Linked DNA regions of Capsicum annuum: region 2 is linked to region 1. A link is a contact called in public Hi-C data. All regions are on one chromosome and are shown on one strand. The core of a region is the stretch at or near the end of the contact, and the rest is flanking DNA. Distances in the headings are between cores, read along the strand shown. Region 1 has its middle 6.9 kb from the start of LOC124889275. Region 2 has its middle 9.4 kb from the start of LOC107850494.

Region 1 (4,370 bases), core at 1,371-3,870:
TCAACTTAGTAGATGAATTACTAGTTGATGAGTAGTTTAGGAATCAAAAGAAGAGTTTAGGAATCAAGAAATTGAAACTATGGAATCAAACCTTGAGCAATGGAGTAATTAAAGTGTTAAAATGCACTTTGCAAGCTCGAATTTTGCGTTTCGGACTTGATTTGTGTTGGGAGGGGCTGATCTGCGTTTGGTGACCTGCTTTAGCCTGCTTTAGCAGGTGGGGCGCATTTCCAAGGCAGCCTGGATGCAGGTAACACTGCTTTGAGGTGCCTTTGTGCTGCTGCAGCAGCTCCAACGCAGGTCCAAGGCAGCTTGGGCGCAGGTCAGCTGCCAGCATGCACAAGGGGCCGAAAATGAAATTGTTGTGGTCACTTTTTTGTTCTTTTCTCTTGGGATATTCTTGGAACCTTTGAAGATGCTAAATACTAACAACTTTACACTCTTTTTACTTCTCCTTTGAGGATCAAATACCAATTTTTGATGAAGATTCAACTTGAAGATTTGAATGTCTTCAAGAACTTCAAAAATCTCTAACTCTTAAACCGTTGATCAGAATGCGATGAAATTTTGAACCAAGGCTATTTTCAACCTTCTAAACACATTCCAATCATTAATTTTCCCAAATTCTTCACCAAAATCTTCAGATTTTGCAATCAACTTCAAAATCTTCAACCCAAGCTTCCAATAAGGATAGAACACTACGTTTAAGTGTGAGATACTTACAGTCAACTTTATAATTTTTCTTTCTCATGTTCTTAAATTCTAAGATAATCAACTTAAATATGCTACCTTCTTTAATTATATTATATAAATTAGTCCCAATAAATCGTCAAACCTCAATCGTATTCCGATTGAGAATGGTACTCTAATGGAGAGAACAACAACATACCCAATATATTCTCACTAAGTGGGATTTGGGAAGGGTAAGTGTACACAATCTCACTAAGTGGGATTTGGGAAGGGTAAGTGTACACAATCCATACCACTACCTTAGAGGTGATAGGGAGATTGTTTCCGATAGATCTCCAGCTCTACTCTAATTGCAAGTGAGGTATAGAAATGCAAAGAGAAAACCCAGAATAGCTTTTATTGAAACTGAGAACAAGAGTAAGCAAGCAGACAATATGACCATTAGCGAGCAACAGATAAACTAACAATAAGAGTAAGAGGTTGTAAAGATTAAACAATGCCTCGATCATACATAAGCAACATTAAATAAGTGATTTGGGAGAGATTAAGCTTTCTGTAAAAGCGAGTCCACCCTGAATTCTATCGCATTGAGGCCGTACTCCAAATGGCCCATTGAGCGTCCTAAATGCATGCCCTCCCGTACCTATGCACCAGTACAACAATTCACCATCCGCAAACCTATATTTCGGTATGGTCAAATAACTCTTTGATAGTTAACAACGAAGTCCACTATCCCTTGACATCGTAGTCTTTCAATACCCATAGCTTAAATGTTCCCTGGAGATCAGAATTAGAATATACACAAAGCATACCATCCAACGCTGAAATGACACACGTGATGCGTCGTCTTTGCAAGCATGATAATTGCTCTGGCAAAGGTATATCTCCATATACTTCATTAGAAATACTAAATGAAACCACTGACTGACTTATTGAAGGCATAGAATAATCTCCACGCATGCCAGTCCAATGAAATGCCCCATTTACGAATGGCAAACAATACGTGCCAATGTTATGACTGAAGATGCCACGAGAATGTTTATCAATATATCTCCAGGAACAACCACTTTTCTTCGCGAGAATTTCACCTGGACAATCTCTGCTGAGATAAGTTGCTACGATCTTATAGCCACCAGAAGCTAAGTCATAACCCAGTCCCACAAAAATACCCGAGTAATCTGGAAATTGTGGATCAGGAAGTGGGGCTGATTCTCCAGTGGAGGGGTTCCACAGCAAATATCTTATTTGCCGAACATCAATATCATAATATGCAGCTATAATAGCCAAGCCATCACAGCAGCAAGCTAGGTGCAATCTACGTGGTTTATAGATTGAATGGAAATCAAGACGTCGTATATTCCCAACTGGTTGAGCCGCCGCCGATGGTGATAAATTTAAACAATCGATGGAAATTGTATCATCTTGAGGGAACCATTGGCAAATAAGTAGTTTCTGGGAATTCGGGTCATTCTTGGTACCATCATCTTAAAGTAAGAATCTGAGATTAATGTTCTCCAATAATTTGAAACACATTTGAATTTACAAAGAGACCGCACAGGTAATCTGATGAGGATCTCCATATAAGTATTTCGTCTCCCAAGTGAGTTGCCATGGCCTATCAAACGTGTAATTTCTCAATCATAAAATCTGCAACAATAATAATAGTAATATCTTAAGAAAGTAACAGGGAACTCACCCACCACATCAACATACATTTGCTCCGTATTATTTGAAACCAAAACGCCCTTGTCTGCAAATTTAATTGGATATCCAGATCAGTCAGTCAGAGGTTAAACACGCACACACAGATAGAGTGAGAGAGTGTGGTGCGTGCAAAAAAAATAATATAACACCTTTTTGATCATGAGGTACTGGTTTCTTTTCTTCTACTTCTGTTGGCATCCGTAAAGATTAAACTTTTGTGCAGCTTCATTTTCATTGGTAATACTGGTAACTTGATTGAATAGATAAGGCGGTTTTTCTGTCATTGAAACCGATTTACTTGCTTCTCTACTTACTAATAGTTTTTACCCTCTTCTTCCACAACTATTGGTAAGACTCCCATCTTTTGGATGTAGGTTGCTAGGGTTTTTCTCTCTCTGCAGTTGCTTTACATTCGTTCCCAATTTCACTAATTGGGCCACTTTGGATAGGGTCCATATGTATCTGGCAATGGGTTGCAGCGGGGTGGCTTTTGAGTTATGATATAATATTTCTGAAACATATACTTAGTTCTCTAAACCAAAAAATTAATCAAAATTTTGTATACATTACATCTCCGTACTTTTGAAACATTATGATTCTGATATATAATTTTTAGATCAGACTATCTTCGACCAGAACGGAGGAAACGAACACCAAATTCACCACCCAATACCAAGTCGACCATCCAAATATCAATGCCAAGCTGACCTCCCAAAGTGATGCCAACCAGAAAATATCAAATCCACCACCCAACACAATTCCGGCAAAATTTAAATCGTCGAACAACCACCATTGTGGCGAAATTCAAATCGTATTGTTGTTCTTGCAAAAATTGTTGTTCTTGTAAATTCAATAATATCAGAAAAATAAAAAAAAATTAAAGAAAAAGAAACGATCAATAAAGATGAAAGAAATAGAGCCAATTCTAGTTCATTGAATCGCGAAATCAGTCGTGAGAATTCTCTGTTTTGAGTGTTGGAAAAAAGGGAAATTAGACGATGGTGCACTAAGTTGTTGAAAATTGGAGGGAGTGTTGCCGATTGTTAATGATGTTAATTGGGGGAGAAGGTGGAATGAAGGAGTCCAAACATTTTTCACGTGATTTACTTTCCTAAATAAATGCAATTCTGTTATTTCCTTATTTAACTAAACGATTAGTTTTAAATGTATCACAACCAATATTTATCAAGGCCTAACTTATGTATCACAAAATAGTTTTCGAAATTTTATGTATTAAAAAAAGTTATGATAAAAAGTATTGTTGGCTCCTTAATTTATGGGGTTTGTATAAGTTACTCTAAAACCTCCCAGTAGTAATTAGTTTGTGCTTTAGTATCTTGAATATTTGCTAGTAAGCATGTTATATGGGTCTAAGGGATTGTTAGATCTTATTATGTTATCTTTATGCTCTCTTTTTTCAACTCTTAAAACACTTTAGCTTGTAGTAAACTTGAATTTGTAACTCTTGAGTGTGACCTTTATTCTTAGTTTAAGAAACAAGCAGGGTAGCTTAAGAATAAAAGTAAAGCGTTTGCTTTGGATTCTCAAAAATTTTAAAAATAGTGAAATACATTTAAAAAAATAATCTAAAAAAGGAATTAAAGAAAGAAAAAGCTATATATGAAGGATTGATCGTATTCACTGCTAATCGTGCAGTTTCCTTCCAGTGATAAGGCTTTCAGATAGTGGAAGTGGTCTTTCACTTGAGTTCCCGGCAACAAAGAACGGCTAAAGCTCATCGCAAAATCGGAAAGAACTCCAGCCCACATAGATTTTTTTATCAAAAATATTTTAAAGCTTTAAATTAAACAACTCAAACTTCATATTAATAAATAAAGTGTTAACAACAATATCCAAGTTAATCTATTCCAAACAAATGGCTAACATTTTATTAACTAAAATACTTTTATTAATAATCATATTAATATGTGAAGTTAAAAGTTATGTGTCTTTTAGAAATACTACACTAAAAATAA
Region 2 (4,704 bases), core at 287-2,786, 59 kb after region 1:
TTTTAAGTTTTGATTCAAATTCACCCACACCCAACCTATCACCTTAACCCACTTTAATATTACTCTTAATTTTGACCCTAGATTTAAACATATATATAATCATTTAGTCTTCAAACATGAAATTTACATACTTGAATACTACGTTTAAAATAATATAGGTTAGAATAATTAATAATTTAAAATGGCAAATGAATAAATTGTGATTAAAAAATAATTTGCTTTGACTCTCTCGAAATCCGAACATCATCACATAATTTAGGACGAAGAGAATACCACATACATGAAGGACCACAACTTTTAGTTAGGAAGAATACCTAAAAATTCCTTCTAAATTTGGATTATAAGTTGTATAATTGAATTATTGGTAGTCTTAATTATTTCGTGGACTTGGCTATTTGGTAGCCTTTATACTCTTTAACGTGGACGAGACGTAGAGCATAATTTATTTTTACGCGTGTTAGAGTTTAAAAAAATATAAAATAAATAAAAGACCACCATCCAGGTACGTAGGGTGTTTTCAGTCCAAATATTTTTTAGTGTTGTTTGATACCTACTCACGCAGACACTATTTATGTGTATATTAATGGATCTTTAATGTATATATTAAAGAATCCACCCACGCAGAAAAAAGTTATGATCTACGTCTCGTCCACGTTAAAGAATATAAAGGCTACCAAATAGCCAAATTCACGAAATAATTAAGACTACCAATAATTAAATTATAAAACTTATAATTCAAATTTAGAAGGAATTTTTAGGTATTCTTCCTAATTAAAAGTTGTGGTCATATGTTTAAATCTAGGTTAAAATTAAGAGTAATATTAAAGTGGGTTAAGGTGATAGGTTGGGTGTGGGTAAATTCTTCTTAATAGATCAAAACTAAAAAAAAAATGACGTGGACCTCTAATAAGAGGCCATGTGGCAAAGCAGTTTTTTAGAAAATCACCGTTAAAAAGTAATGGCATGGATGGACCAGTTTTATAATAGCAATGGCATGAATGAACTCAACTTTTAACGGATGACATAAATGAGTCATTTATCATAGTGCATAGTTGAGCTTTTTTCCAAAAATCAATAACCTTTTTATGCACTTTTTCAAAAGGATCCGGACAATTCTCTATTGTGTGTTTTTGGTTGTATGTGTTTTCCTTGGCTTCGTCCCTACACCAAGAACAAATTATCACCTCGATCTAAACCCTGTGTATCCTTGGGATACAGTAAACTTCATAAAGGATATAAATGTTATGATCCTCTTTCTTCAAAATCTTTTGTATTCACGTCATGTAGTTTTTGATGAATCTGTGTTTCCTTTTTCTTTGCAGGATGCGTTGGTGCCCATGAAATCAACCAATAATACCGCAGATCCTCTCACCCTACAACTGCCTCTTTCTCCTACAATACCTTCATCTCCAAATAATTTTCTTTCTAAACCTTCCAGACCAGTCCCTTTACCAGATCACTTCGAATCAGATCAGTCCCTTACATCACCAGTAGCCGAGCTGCCTGTATCCCTGACACCTTCATAGCCTCTGCCTGTTGATGTTCCGCCTTCAAATTCGGCCGCACCACATGAGTCACCACCACCTCAGTTGCCACACTCATCACCTGCTCGGCGTATGGTCACTCGAGTTCAAACTGGTTCTTTAAAGCCCCAGCAACCATTTTTTATGTCTGTGGTTACTCCAGCCTTTACGGAACCTTCTTGCTACTCTCAGGCTGTTAAGCATGAGCATTGGCGGCGTGCTATGGCTGATGAATACAATGCATTAATACGCAATGGAACCTGGCAGCTTGTTCCTTCATCCCCAACTCAAAATATCATTGGTTGTCGATGGGTGTTTAAGACAAAAATGAAGGTTGATGGTTCGTTAGACCGTTACAAGGCACGAATTGTCACCAAAGGGTATCACCAACGTTCTGGGATTGATTTTGTGGATACATTTAGTCCCGTAGTTAAGCCATCCACGATTCGGTTGTTGTTATCCTTGGCCGTAACTAATGGTTGGCATATCACACAGTTGGATATCTTCAATGCTTTTCTTCATGATAACTTGGATTAGGTTGTTTATATGTCTCAACCTCCTAGTTTTGTAATCCCTCTCGCGCAGACCATGTGTGTCTTCTCAAAAGATCCCTATATGGTCTCAAACAAGCTCCTCGAATGTGGAACAAGCGATTTACTAAAGCTCTCACTTCACTAGGATTCTCGGGTTCTAAGACGGACAGTTCTTTGTTTTATATGTCTACTCTGAGTGACAAGATTTTTTGTCTGATATATGTGGATGATATTTTGGTGCTTGGCAATAATCCTGCCCATATTAAGTCTTTGGTTGCGCACCTCCAATCCCAATTTGTTGTACGTGATTTGGGGTCTCTTTCTTATTTTTTGGGTGTATCAGCAACTAGAACTAGTGAAGGTTTGTTTTTATCTCAAAGAAAATATGGTGAGGAGCTCCTTCAACGTGTCTAGATGGAGTCTTGCAGTCCTGTTAACACTCCTATTTACCCATCTTCCAAGCTTTCATCATCTGGAGGTGTTCCATTCAATGATCCGACGTTGTATCGTAGCATAGTTGGTGGGCTGCAGTACTTGACCTTCACGCGTCCAGATTTGGCGTATGTAGTGAATAAAGTTTCTCAATTCATGCATTGTCCTATGGATACTCATTGGGTGGCAGTGAAACGTATACTGCATTATACTAAAGGTTCATTAGCTCATGGTCTGTTCTTTTCACTTCGATCTACTACATTACTTCATGGCTATGCCGATTCCGATTGGGGGTGAGATGTGGATGATAGGAAATCCACCACTAGATCTGCTATATACTTCGGTAATCATTTGATTTCATGGTCATCAAGGAAGCAAAAAGCGGTATCCCGATCAAGCACTGCGGCCGAGTATAAAGCACTAGTTGCTGCAACTTCAGAAATTACTTGGGTGGAGTTTTTGCTGCAAGAAATTGGCAACTTTACCTCTTCTACACCTATTCTCTGGTGTGACAATTTAAGTGCTACATACTTAACAGCCAATCCCATTTTCCATTCTCGCACGAAACATATGGAGATTGATTTCCATTTTGTTCTAGACAAGGTTCGTGCTAAGACTCTTTCAGTTCGTTATGTCAGTTCTCATGATCTAGTTGCAGATCTATTGACAAAGCAATTGTCCAAGTCACGGTTTCTTGAGTTGCAGTCCAAGTTGACAGTAGTCCAGACCCCTGCTCAACTTGAGGGGGACTGAAGAAGATAACGTTGGATTAGTATACATAGGATTGTTATTCTCATGACTTGGTGTAGGACTCTCTGTACATATTTTCATTTAGGACACTTACGTAATCTGTATATATAAATATAGGAGTGTATTTTTAACATAATATGATTGAAAACCCTTTCACGACCTACATCTCATCCTAAAAACAAAGAAACACTTCCAGCTAACTCACATAGTATGGATGTGCCAATTTCTGACTTGAAAATTGATCCAAAAGTTGACAAAGGGCATTTGCTGAATCCAAAGATGACACTAAAACATCGGATCCAAAACTAAGTAAGGCAACAGTGAAGAACACTTCAAAACCTGTCTCAAACATATTATATAAGTGCGTTTAGTGGGTTGTTTTTGGTGCTTTTTACGTCATTGAGACTTTTGTCTCCTCTTTGTACTCCTCTCTATTATAGTGAATTTCCTCCTCCTCTGCCCGTGATTTTTCACGTCAAGGATTTCCACGTAAAATCTATGTGTTCTACTTGTTTTCTTTTATTTGTAGTATTGCTTATTTTTGTCCGTTAAATAACACTAGTAACAAGCAAGTTAAGAAAGTAAACCAGGGAAGTGGTCGTTTGACCAATGTAGTTGATAATTCGGCAACTTCTCCGTCAGATGTTAGAGAGAAAACAGGCAGTGTCTCATCTAAAGCACAATCTAAAAGAGAGGACGAAAAACCACAAGTCACACAATCATTTGGTATCACACAATCATTTGGTATTTATGCAATAAATACCGAAATACCATATACCTCATTCAGGTTTTTTAATAATATATAAAATCCATATATATCATATTTAAGATTATTAAATATATTTATATATCATCCATTAGTCAATTGAACATAAAAATAACTTTTATCCAAAAATAAATTTTTTCAGAAGATTATTATTTAAGAGTACCATGCTTAAGTTTAGTTAATGTTATTCAGAATTTGTATTTTGGACTACTCGATAGAAATGTTGTTTTTGTATAATTGATTAACAAAGACAGTTGTTCACTGATATGATTGAGACGGTTTTTATGTTTAAAGATATAGTTTTTTTTATATGAATATATGTAAGTCGAAATCAAATAAAGTATGATTATCGAATACCATACCATAAAATACCAAAATTGAACTTAAAAATACCGAACCATACCGAACTACTGTGTTATGGTAATTGTATTGTTCTTTTAGATACTGAAAATCGAACTTATCGTATGAAAGTTTAAAATATCATACCATGCCCACTCCTAACTCTATGCATGTTTTTTATTTTGTGTCGATCTGTTTTTGTTGTTTTGAAGATTCATTATATATATTCATGTTTTTTTATTTTGTGTCGATCTGTTTTTATTGTTTTGAATATTCGAATTCTATGTATGCATGTTTCTTTATTTCGTGTCGATCTCTTCTTGTTGATTTGAAGATTTATTAAGTTGAACTCTATGTATGA

Evidence for each region. Hi-C and Micro-C count contacts between places; a contact is called where the count stands out from the background.
Region 2: a contact with region 1 is called in a Hi-C map of leaf, with 2.0 times the contacts expected there. The contact joins two enhancer-like sites. A contact is called at or near these places in 2 of 5 Hi-C or Micro-C datasets (leaf and placenta).

What each region holds. Positions count from the first base shown.
Region 1 is chr12:5,418,456-5,422,825 of UCD10Xv1.1, forward strand. No RefSeq gene overlaps it. Among protein-coding and RNA genes, the nearest start is that of LOC124889275, 6.9 kb to the left of the region's middle. Within about 2 kb of position 2,621, at least 4 of the 5 cell types and tissues checked have an H3K27ac peak or open chromatin away from gene starts, as enhancers often do. A contact at or near this core is called in leaf, where this site is marked.
Region 2 is chr12:5,478,600-5,483,303 of UCD10Xv1.1, forward strand. No RefSeq gene overlaps it. Among protein-coding and RNA genes, the nearest start is that of LOC107850494, 9.4 kb to the right of the region's middle. Within about 2 kb of position 1,537, at least 4 of the 5 cell types and tissues checked have an H3K27ac peak or open chromatin away from gene starts, as enhancers often do. A contact at or near this core is called in leaf, where this site is marked.